Linked DNA regions of Sus scrofa: all the other regions are linked to region 3. A link is a contact called in public Hi-C and HiChIP or PLAC-seq data. All regions are on one chromosome and are shown on one strand. Each heading gives the region's core, a stretch centred on a gene start, on an enhancer-like site or on the middle of the called end of the contact. The rest is flanking DNA. Distances are from core to core; before and after follow the strand shown. Region 1 overlaps CYFIP2 (cytoplasmic FMR1-interacting protein 2). Region 2 holds the start of CYFIP2 (cytoplasmic FMR1-interacting protein 2). Region 3 holds the start of THG1L (probable tRNA(His) guanylyltransferase).

Region 1 (3,777 bases), core at 671-3,170, 350 kb before region 3:
CACTGCATAGCCCCTTTTGATCCTCTCTTCCCCAGAACCTCGCCTTTCAAAGTTCCCCTGGTGATTTGACTTTTTCCCCTCTTCTATGTCGCCTCTTGCAATTCCAAGAATCCCGGTCCTGTTGGTGTTCCCTTCTTTACGTTTCCATCATATCTTGAAGAAGCTTTCAGGACAGAGTGGCGTGGTGACTTGTTCACTCTGGCTCCCTCTGCACAACCAGAAATCCAGAGAAGTCACCCAGGGGCCTCTGTCACCTCTGGTGCTTTGCTTGGGCAATTACCATAACTCTGCCTAGAATTGCTGCTTCCACAAACTAGCTTGCTGCATGCCAGCCCACCAAGCATTCTTAGATGCTGCCATAAAACTCTAACGCCCTTCTTTTCTCCTGCATGCTTTTAATCCTCCCATGTCTTTGCTTCCCAACCTTCTTCCCTCTCAATGCTCTGCCTCCTCAACCTGGTCTCCTGCACCATTTTGCGGTTGCAGTCTCTAGGCAGTGAACTCAGCGGCCACCAGGGGGCGCCCTTCACCTTAAATGGAAAAGTCTGGGGCACACCCTGCACAGCCATGCAATGCAAGTACCTATGGTCCACTCTCTTAGGTGCCAGACATGCCTTATCCCTGGTCACATAGCAACTGGGAGCGGAGGGAAGCTGCTTTCATCCTGTCTGTTCAGACCCCCTCGGGCATGCTGTACATTTGACAAAAGGAGCAAAATAAGCCAGCTTTCAGGAAGCTATTATATAGGCTAGACTATTAAGAATCAGCCTATTTATAGGGCATTGTTGGATGAAATGTGTTCCTTTTGTTAATGAAGTCACCAGCGAGACGCCTTAGGAATCTTTGTTGTAGTTTCTCTGGGGGAAAGGATGAGTAGTTTCATGCTCATTTACCACCTAGTGAGTATTCTTCAGGGCCTGTGATGGGTGAGGGCCCAGGAAAGCAACACCAGCACCACTCAGTCCTTCCTCTCCAGAAGGATCTAAGTGCATAAATATTGTCATCACGTCCCTGTTCAGATCCTATCTCTGCAGCTTGCTGTGTGACCTTGGCAATTTGGCTAACCTCTCTGGGTCTCCAGTCCCTCATCTGTAGAATAAGGTTATTGTGTACAATTGACTCATGAGATTGTTGTGAGAAATAAGAATTAGGCCTGTTCAATCCCTAAGCACAGACCCTAGGCCACGGGAAGGACTCAAAAAGTGCCTGCCATAATAATATATTAAAGAGTCCTCAGCATTTCTTCACAGAAATCAAGTTTCTGGTTTAAATTAGACCTAAGTATCCTTTTTTTTTTTTGAAGACACTTGGGTTTGCATAATAGAATGTCAACCATGGAGGCGGGGGGTGGGGGGGTGGAGACAGGTGTGTGTGTGTGTACACATGCCTAGATCTGCTTTTTTTGGCTTTTTGAAACATTTCCAATGGCTATGACTGGCTTCTGGTCCTGCCTCTTCTCACTCTAGGTAATGGGTTTTGGCCTCTACCTGATGGATGGAAATGTCAGTAACATTTACAAACTGGATGCCAAGAAGAGAATCAACCTCAGCAAAATTGATAAGTTCTTTAAGGTCAGCGCTGGGGCTGGAGCAGGGGCTGGGCAGGGGGCTGGGTAGGGGGCCAAGGGGTGGTCTCTTGGGGAAAGGAATGAAATTAACTGGCAAGCAGTGGGGCCTGATGAGTGAACTGTAGCTGGGAAGACCCCAGGAGGAGAAGAAGAGAATGACAGGACCTCAGCTGCCCTGAGTAGAGGAATCCACATTGTCTAAAGCCCCTGAGAGGCAGGCATACGCCTGTCTCAGATTCAGCTGGGATTCGGCTGGGAGGCCTTACAATTCTTTCCACATTCTGCTTTTTCCCTTTCCTGATATCCCTCGCCATCTCAAGAAAGAGGTGCCGCCCAGAAGGCCCTGCCTGCTTTCATTTTCAGTACAAATCAGAGCTCACAGAAGCAGCAGGACTGATGACTGGATTTTAAATTGCCTCACGTTTGCAAGCTCACAGCCTCTCCTGGCCCACTAAGAGGCCACCTCACTGGCTCCTGCCTCTGGGCAGAATGCCTCAGCGGCATCCCGCCTGCACTCAGACCATTCCTGTGCCTCAGAGATTTGATCTTCTGGCCCCAAATCTTTGACCATGAGACCTCGCGGTTTGCCTTTGAGGTTTTCACAAAGGGATTTCCTCCCCTGGAATTGAATGCCGTGCTGTCAGTTTATTCTAGCATCAGGCACTTCAGGCCTGGATTGGAACCTCTGAGGTCAGGACACGGGAAAACCAGGCTTACGTTAGAAGTGGAACCTGTTGAAGGTGTGGCCGGGCCTGGGTCCCACCAACTATGGGAGGTTAAGGGGGAAATTAGTCACCAGAAGGCGTCCTGTGGCTTCGCTTGGCATCTTTTCAGGGCTGGAACGTTCCCTTTTCTCTGGAGCTACCTGAAAGGAGAGAAAGGCTTATCTCGGGAGAATCGGCAGAATCTGCCTTAAGTCCGCACGAATGAGATGGGGGTGGAGTGGACGACCACAGCCTCACCTCATGAAGGCCTGGGTTTTAGTCTCGCTCTGCCGCTTCATAGCTGGATGACTTTCCGAAGGTCACAGAACTTCTCTGAAACTGAGTTCCCCAGCCCCCAGAAATAGAAATGCTAAGAGTATCTACTTTGTGGGGTTCCCTTGAGAATTCATGAGATGACATAGGTGAGTCAAAGCCCTGGGTTATAATCCTGGCTCCTTAGCATCTAGCTGATCTGACTTGGTGAAGGAAAAAAAAAAAATCACTTCAGCGTCAAAGCTTCAGTTTCTCCATCTGTGAAATGGGAATGATAGCAGTACTGACCTCAGCCAGGTTTTATATGGCTTGAGATACTGGTTCTGCTTTGTTTAATGGAGTATTTTTAGAGCCACTTTAGGTTCACAGCAAAATTGAGCAGAATGAACAGCGAATTCCCATGTGCCCCCCATTCCCAGTCATACACCACCTCCCCCATGATCAGAACTCCCCGACAGAGGGACGTGTTTGTTATCATCATGAGCCTGCGTTGGCACATCGTTACCACCTGAAGTCCATAGTTTGCAGTAGGGATAACGCTTGGCACTGTGTGTGCCGTGGTTTTTGACAAACGTGTAATGGCACATGTCCACCATGATGGTATCATGCAGAATAGTTACCTGGCCCTAAAACTCCTCTGGTTTTGAGGGGCTTGGCACAGTGCCTAGTATGTCTGGACCAGACAGTGACCCCCAGCCTCCCCTCCATTAGTCCCGGTGTTAGGATGGGCATCCTCTGCCCCCTGGTGTTAGGTGTTAAAGGTTTTGGGTACTTCACACTGTGGTTTCACAGAAAGGCCACACCTGGCCTGTGGCATCCAGGCACTCCTTTCGAGTCCAGAGTTCGAAGCAGCAAGGATCCTCTAATCTGAGGAAAAACAGAGCAGAAAAGCACTGTGCCTTGGGAGGCAGGCCATCTGGTCCTCATCCTTCGTCTTTTCTGCTGCTGCTCGACCTTGGACAAGTCACTTTGCCTCTCTGGGCTCAGTTGCTGGAACACTGGGACAGTTGGAGGCAGGAGAGGACCAGTGTGCTGGCTGGAGCCCTTTGTGGTTCCAGGGTCACAGGGTGGCATCCTTAGAAGCCGAAACTGGGGGTCGGCCTAGAGGCCCACATGGAGGCCTGTCTCCCTCGGTGGAAGGCAGCTGCCCGGCCCCTCCGGTGTCTTATGCACTGTGTCTGCTTCCTTTGCAGCAGCTGCAAGTGGTGCCCCTTTTCGGCGACATGCAGATAG
Region 2 (3,453 bases), core at 21-2,520, 390 kb before region 3:
GAAATGTATATGTATACATAAGTCATCCTTTCTGAAATAGAGATTTAAATTAGAATGAGTGATGTAACATCAAACCACAAAGGATCATGAATCCTGAGCACTCGGGAAAGGATGTGAGATCAGCGAGGACAAAGACTTATACAAGTCCTTTGCTGAGTGTTGAGTAATGTGGCTCCTCTATAAATAACCCTTGATAGGAAGAGCTGAGTGATGAACTTTACATTTGCAAGCCCCTCAGATATATTTCAGGAAAGTTCCCTTGTAGCAAGACTTTACCCCCTAACTTTAAAACATCTCAAATGATTTCAAATCATTTACCTTGTGAAGTAGGAAAGGCAACGATTATTCCCCACATTTTAGATGTGGTGGCATCTCAGGAACAGAGTGGTGAAGTGACTTGCTCAGGGGTCCCAAGGTTGGAATTAGGTGTTGTCTGACTTCCACCTGGTTTGAGGCCCCGCCAGGATGCATTTCAATGTGAACCATTTCTTTGGAGGGCCCTAAATGGCAAATAAGTCTTGAAGAGAAAAGTGCCTGTCCTCTCAATTCCTTCTCTAATTTCCGTCATCATGGATTTGCCTTTTTGTCCATTAGGCAATTAATTCTTCCTGAATGAAGTTGAGGCAGGCCTCTGCTTAAGAGATGGCAGCTTCAGGGATTCCACACCAAGGAAGTGAAAGAGAGAACCAGTAGGTATTCTTGAACAGAGGAGCAGCATTTGGGATCAGACTCCATTGGCAGAAGCCCTCTCCCCAACTCTCAGGTTTATTTTCTACCATTTCACCCTGTTTCTTTTTTTCTTTTTTTTTTTTTTTCCACAAAACGGTCTTTTAGCTGAAACTGGACATTTGCCAAGTTAATTTATGCCATGTATCTCCTGATAGATGATAAGCTCCAGAAGGGCAGAGACTCTGTCTTTTGCATACCCCAGTGCATACTCAGCTCCTGGCACGGTGCTTGGAACGAAAGAAGTGCTCGAAAAATATGCATTTGGAAATCATGTGAGATCAATGAGATCCTAATGGAGCCCAAAGGATCAGTCCTCCCACAAGCTGCAGGTGTGGTTCCTGGGTCTGAGGGGCCCGGGAAAATCCTCCCTAAGCGATGTAGCTGGCTCTCCTGGGGCGAGAGGTCCGGGTGCAGGTCTGGGATGCGCCAGCCGCGCTGAGGGACGCACCCAGAGCCCCTGGCCGCAGCCATTTCCTGCTCTTTGTGTGACAGGCGCGGCGGCGAAGGGGCGGGGTGCGGGGAACGGAGGAGGAGCCGCAGCGGATGGAGGGGCGGGGCCGAGGGCGGGCCCAAGCGCGGCGGCCGCCGAGCCGGGCCAGGCAGAGCATCCTGCGCCCCGGCGCGGGGCCCCCGCCGTATCCTCGGGCAGCTCCCCTAGACCTGCTGCAGACCCAGGTAAGCGGCGCTCGCAGGCCTCGGGGCCGGCGTGGAGACCGGGATGCTGCTGGGGATGTCGACGCAGCCGTAGAGATGCGCGAGGGGCTCGCACCCCTTCTCCCAGCGCCGTGGGGGTGCTCGGCGCGGCGGCCGGGCTAGCCCGGCCTGGGGGCCCCAAGAAGCTCCCAGAGGCCGGGCCTCGGGCCCAGCACAGCCCGCTGCCCCCTTTGGCCCACCCTAGTGCCTGAGGCGCGGACCGCCTTCGGGGAGGCACCGACGCATGGAGAAGCTGAGGCGCGGTGGCGGTGGCAGCAGCAGCAGGTGCGCGGCCTGGGCCGAAGCCACCCGCCTGGGAGGAAGCGGCGCTCCTGTCGAGCATCTGAAGCACCTGCAGCGGCCGCGAGGCCGGCGGTGGCGACCTCCCGGCGCCCAGGTACCGCAGAGCGCCGGCCACCGCCTCTGCTGCCGCCTCTGCCGCTGTAGCTACCATCACCTCCCCCAGGGCCAGCTAGAGCCGCCTGGGCCCGCCTGGCAGCCGCCTTGGACGCAGCGCGCCCTGTAGTGAACGTGAGATGGGTGGAGCAGGGGTCTCCGCAGCGTTGTTTCGGGGTGGGGGGCTTTAATGAGCGAGGAGGCAGGCCTGACCCGCTTTGAAGCCTTCTGGCCTAGCATCCTCTCCCTCTGGCTGGCTGGGGGCGGGGAGGAGGTGGGGGGAAGGGAAAGAGTGGTCTGATTCCTGGGGGAAAGGTTGGGTTTTATTTAGCTCTGTAGTGGCTTCTGCGTTGCAGGACAGCCGCCTCCCTCCAGGGGTATGCATCATCTGAAAAGGTATACAAGGGCAGTTCTCCGTGTGGCAGTGGGGGTGGGGGCGGGAAGCATGGTCTGGAGTAGGTTCTGTCTGGAAAACCTGACAGAGAAGGACACCGAGACTGCCCAGGTACCCTGCTCAGCCCAGGGAATCTGACTTTGACCTCTGCCTGTCTAGTTTCCCCACCATAGCAGTGCGACTCACCAAGGACTGATGGATGGGCCTTCAGCTCCCCTTACAGCGGGGCCCAGAAAGGGACAAGGTTATTTTCCTGTGGGCTTCTGGGCACTTGTGCCTTCGAGGCATGGTCAGAAAGGCTGGGGTAGCCCTGCAGGCATGAGGGGCAATCAGGAGAGTGCTGGTTCCCACCTCTCCCTTCCCACCTCCTGACTCTGTCACTTTTGCGCACGGGGGTGGGTAGGGGGGAAAAGGAGGGGTGTGGGGAGGCCGTCGATCTTACCTTACTCTTGGGCACAGGCGCTGTTGCAAGCCATGCTGGCAGCTGTGAAGATTATAGCTGCTGGAGGGCAAAAATCTAGGTCCATATCCCTGGACAGGGTGGTGAAGGCCTTGAAAGTTGTTTTCTCCATCAGAGCTTCTCTGCGATCCCTCCTGAGACCGCTCACCTCTGCTTCCACACAGTGCCCTGTGCTCCACCCCCACCCCCACCCCCACCCTATTCTCCTGTGCCAGAAATTGTTTTCAAGAAAGGAGCCAGTGAAGGCATTTATCCTCAAAGAGCCAAATACAAACAAATTTCCCATTAGACGCAGAGCAGGTGCTTTAGAAGTCATTTGACCAGAAAGGAAACAGAGGCTTAGAGGCATTTTAATGGGAAACAAAGCTTTTAGTAAATAATATTTCATATCTCTAACGGTGGAATTTCAGGCAGTGGGCTGGAAGTGGGAGTGGGGAACTGGGTCGCAATTTTGGGGAACAGCTCACTGAAATGACAGCTTTTAGCAGCTGTCAGTGCTGTTTGCTTGCTGCAAGGGCAGCTTTGGCCTTAAGGGCAGAAATACCATAGGAGTAGTGTGTGTGTCTGTGTGTGTGTGTGTAACTGGTCAGGGGTTACTGTCACTAGAAGGCATTGTTGAGCACTCAGTGTCTATTTGGAAGAGGTGAAACCTATAGAGAGTTACTTGTTGACACTGGCTGCCATCTGCCAGAGCAGCTACTAGGCCACAAGAAGAGTGTGTTGTTGCTCTCAAAGCCAGTTCCCCTGGCTAGTTCTGCAGGCTGAGCCTCTGGCTGGGGGC
Region 3 (3,886 bases), core at 825-3,324:
GTCACTCTACCCTTCAAAGCTTCATTTCCATTGAGGCCTGGGCTGGGGTGTAGGCATGTCAAGGGCCTTCTGTGTAATTGGCCTGGTGATGGGAAGTCCTCTCTTCCTGGGTTGGCATGGTGCCTGGGGGCATTTTTAGCACCAGCCTGATCCTCTAAGGACCCCTTGAAGAGGAGAATAGGGCTCCCTTTGGCCCTTCTAGCTCTGTCTCCAGATCCTCTCTAGGAGGGGTGACTTTATTTTCCCAATGACCTCAGAGGCATCTCCCAACTCTACACCCCCTCTCCCCCGCAACCTCTGAGATCCTTCTTATGGGATTGATAACGATGGTGACCTTTTCCAGGCCCCAACGGCTGAGGAGGATCGCAGTGAGTTACCTCACCTTTTCCTCAGGTACACCACATCACTGCTCCTTCTCATCTACTGGCCTAGGCTCCTCCAGAAACCTCAAAGTGGTTTGCTATGATTTCAAATCCACTTGTTTGTGACTTAAGTGAAGTTGTTTTAATCTACTTCTTTAGGGCAAAGACCAAAAAAAGAAGTTTTTAAGTAAAGTTGTTTTGCTATAAGAATGAAGGAAGTTGTGTCAGGATGTCGTCATCTCATCTATAGTCATTGATAAGCACTCAGTAGCTCAGGTGCTGAGGGGCCCCACTGGGAGCTTATCAAAAAAACCTAAGAAGCAGCTATGGTGAGGAGACTTAGACTGTAAGTACCCAGAGTTTTTGAGGACTATAGGACGGTTTTGGTCTGGGCAAGTTGTCTCTTTGTTGACCTAAACAGCTCTCTGAAGACCCTTGGGGCATTAGCTCCTGCTTGGATAAAGGTGATCCTTTTATAGGCAGTGGCATAAGCTGTGCAGGGATACTGCAAAGATCATCTTGCCCCTCAATTCTGGGCCTCATTCCCTAGTAACATGCTCCAGTAAGAGGGGACTTGTCACTTTCATTTAGCTGGGAGCCACACATGAGCCCATGGTTGGCTAGGTCTACTCTCCTGAGAAAGAATTTCATAGGAAAGATATATTTCAACTGAATTTGGACTTTATTTCTCTTATCTCCCCTTGCCTGGAACAGTGGTGTAATCAATCTATAATTTGGAGTATGTTATTTCTTTGTAGGTTATTAAGAGGCATGTCCTGTTTGCTATTGGCTTGTAGAAATATAATTCCCACAGTAAACTTGTAGTAAATAAAATACTGGCAAAGACAGTCTCAGTCTCTAAGCATAATTTGCCCTGAAACAAAATACATCTCTATCTCTATATTTCTTTCTGGATGAATGTATAAGATGAGAAACTAGTGACAGTAATTGCTTAATTAGGAGTCAGTGAGAGATTTACTTTTCAACATATATCCTTTTACATTATTTGAATGATATTTTCCTGAGGCAAAAAAAAAAAAAAAAATGTAAGTAGGTAATGTTTTCAAAAAGTACAAATGTTAAAGTCTTATTGTCACTAGTATTTACCAGCAACAAGAAATCAAACATCGGGTCTTTGTGAAAAAGTTGAATGAGTTAATTTGGGACTACCTATGTCGGAATTGAGACGTTTTGTTTTGGTTTTTTTTTTTTTTTTTTTTTTTTTAAGCCATACTTTGGAATATTTAATGACGTTGGAAAATGCTCAAGGTGAATAGAATAAATATAAAAATTGTGTAGGCTTCTGATTCCAATTTTGTATGTTCCCTGTGTGAAAACACATATACAAAAAAAGGACTGGAAGGACCCATCCACAATGCTTTAACAGGGAGAGGGGACACATGGTGTTGATTTTCGTAACTGTGTTTTTTGATATATTCCACATTTTCTACAACAAATTAATAAATGACATTTAGAAAGAAAAAAATCACAACTAAACCTTCAGACTTGGCTAGAAATGAATTTTTTAACACTTTATGAGAATGATTTGTTGCAGGACCGGGAAGAGATAGGTGAGCAACCACGCGCGTAGTACTAAAGGGAAGAAAAGAATCCTCCTTCCCAGCCAGGAAATCGGTTAAGAACTACAAGGAGAGGCGAGAGGAGGGCTGGCCTCCACTGTAGCTAGAGCGGCCACGAAAAGTCACAGGAACTTCCGGGGCGGGGCTCTCGGATCCTTTCCCTTCCGTGGGGAAATGTGGGCAGCTAGCAACGTTAAGGTTGGCGATTGCTTGGCTGCCGCTTCCGTCACTCTGAGACGGTACTTGAAATTGGGGGCGATCATGGCAAAGAGCAAGTTCGAGTATGTGCGAGATTTCGAGGCTGACGACACATGCCTGGCCCACTGCTGGGTGGTGGTGCGGCTGGACGGCAGGAATTTCCATCGGTAAGCGAGTTCGGCTCGGAGCTGCATGGTTCGCCAGCGCTTCCGGGGAGTCCAACACCTCTGTCTCAGCCCCAGCTCATGGTTACCAGAGTAACGCAGCAGCCAATGAGCGCATGGCATTGAGCATCAACCTACGTGCCTGTTGCAATTTGCTTGAACGTGAGGGGATCGTTGTAGTTAAATGAGACAGGGTACTCCACTTGTGAGGAGCTGGGCTGGCGTAACCGTTAGCACGGCCCTAGTGGGAAGAGGCACCCTCGGGTGCATTATTTCAGCTCTTCAGCCTTTGCCGAGCTATCTTGTTGGCTAGGTATCTGCGGCCTGACTCTTCAGCGGCCTGTTGAGGCTTTGCTGTGGGCAACACTGTATGTTCTTATTTCATTAAAAGTCATGGACTGGCCTCAAAATGGAACTTTCTCAGGAAAAAAGAAGTGTAACAGGTGGGAATGTAAGTCTTAAGAAGTGCTCCTTTAAGATTTATTGAGTACTTCCAAGGACCCAGGCATAGTTATATTAATCTCCGTCTAATCTTAAGGACAAGTCTATGAAGTAACTTTATCCCCATTTCACAGAAAAGGAAAGAGAGGCTTAGTATTTATATCCTTTTTTCTCAGTTGGTCAGAGTAAGAAAAAACTAGAGTTCTTAACGAAATGGATCAGTGTGTGGCTAGTGAAATGTTTGGTTTTACCGCACTAGTACAGTATCTTCCTCTTTGAACGGCCTTTTTGATACGTGGTGTTAATGACAAGCTCTCTTCGACCCATACCCTTTTCCCTGTTCTCTCTACCCTATGAAGGTTTGCAGAGAAGCACCACTTTGCAAAACCTAACGACAGCCGTGCTCTCCACTTAATGACCAAATGTGCCCAGACAGTAATGGAAGAACTAGAGGATATTGTGATTGCATATGGACAGAGTGATGAGTACAGCTTTGTGTTCAAGCGGAAGAGCAATTGGTTTAAAAGAAGAGCCAGGTAATTCTGTGGCCTAGCTCCTTCAGAATATTTCCTCCCAGCACTGGTTTCTGTTTATTATAATCACAGACTTAGAGATGGCAGCTTAGACTGTTGTACTTCACCTATAGCTGGACATCTGTATACCTCTGTATCTGATTCTTTTCTCTCCGTTCCCCATCACCTTAGCTTCTAGACTGATCTGGCATTGAACATTAAGACCAGAAACAGACTAAACTTTTAATTATGGAGTAGAAAACAGACAAGTCTGATATTTGATTTGGCAGTATGTTGAAACTCTCACAGGAAATAGATCATATAATGAATTGGTAGGTTTTTAAAACAATGATCCCCTTCCTTCTAAGACTTAAAAAAATCCTCTTGAACCATAAATTAACATTATTGCCTATGGAGAAAAATTTGGTATTAGTAAGTTACTTATAGGACTAGAAGGAGAGGCAGGCTGCATTTTTTTAAATCATTCTCTCTTTTTAAATTTTTTTATTAAAGTATAGTTGATTTACAGTGCTGTGCCAATTTCTGCTGTAGAACAAAGTGAGCCAGTCATACGTATATTCTTTTTCTCATATTATCTTTCATCGTGTTCTATTTCAAGAGATTGGATA

Evidence for each region. A called contact is a pair of places that touch in the nucleus more often than the background predicts. HiChIP or PLAC-seq counts read pairs in DNA pulled down with a chosen protein or histone mark.
Region 1: a Hi-C map of omental adipose tissue shows a contact between it and region 3, with 2.1 times the contacts expected there. The contact joins the enhancer-like site here to the promoter of THG1L in region 3. A contact is called at or near these places in 1 of 5 promoter capture datasets (liver), 20 of 47 Hi-C or Micro-C datasets (alveolar macrophages, embryonic fibroblasts, epiblast stem cells and 10 more) and 2 of 2 datasets of contacts at active chromatin or transcription factors (alveolar macrophages and skeletal muscle).
Region 2: an H3K27ac HiChIP or PLAC-seq map of alveolar macrophages shows a contact between it and region 3. The contact joins the promoter of CYFIP2 here to the promoter of THG1L in region 3. A contact is called at or near these places in 2 of 5 promoter capture datasets (fetal liver and liver), 1 of 47 Hi-C or Micro-C datasets (embryonic fibroblasts) and 1 of 2 datasets of contacts at active chromatin or transcription factors (alveolar macrophages).

Annotation. Positions count from the first base shown.
Region 1 is chr16:65,958,379-65,962,155 of Sscrofa11.1, reverse strand. It overlaps CYFIP2 (cytoplasmic FMR1-interacting protein 2), which reads left to right. Exons shown (of 31, transcript XM_021076694.1): 9 at 1,467-1,571; 10 at 3,738-3,777. Among named protein-coding and RNA genes, the nearest start is that of CYFIP2, 41 kb to the left of the region's middle. Within about 2 kb of position 1,920, at least 3 of the 83 cell types and tissues checked have an H3K27ac peak or open chromatin away from gene starts, as enhancers often do. A contact at or near this core is called in omental adipose tissue, where this site is marked.
Region 2 is chr16:65,999,389-66,002,841 of Sscrofa11.1, reverse strand. It overlaps CYFIP2 (cytoplasmic FMR1-interacting protein 2), which reads left to right and starts at 1,270. Exons shown (of 31, transcript XM_021076694.1): 1 at 1,270-1,404.
Region 3 is chr16:65,608,807-65,612,692 of Sscrofa11.1, reverse strand. THG1L (probable tRNA(His) guanylyltransferase) reads left to right here and starts at 2,074. Exons shown (of 6, transcript XM_003134104.4): 1 at 2,074-2,307; 2 at 3,105-3,281. The coding sequence starts at 2,117.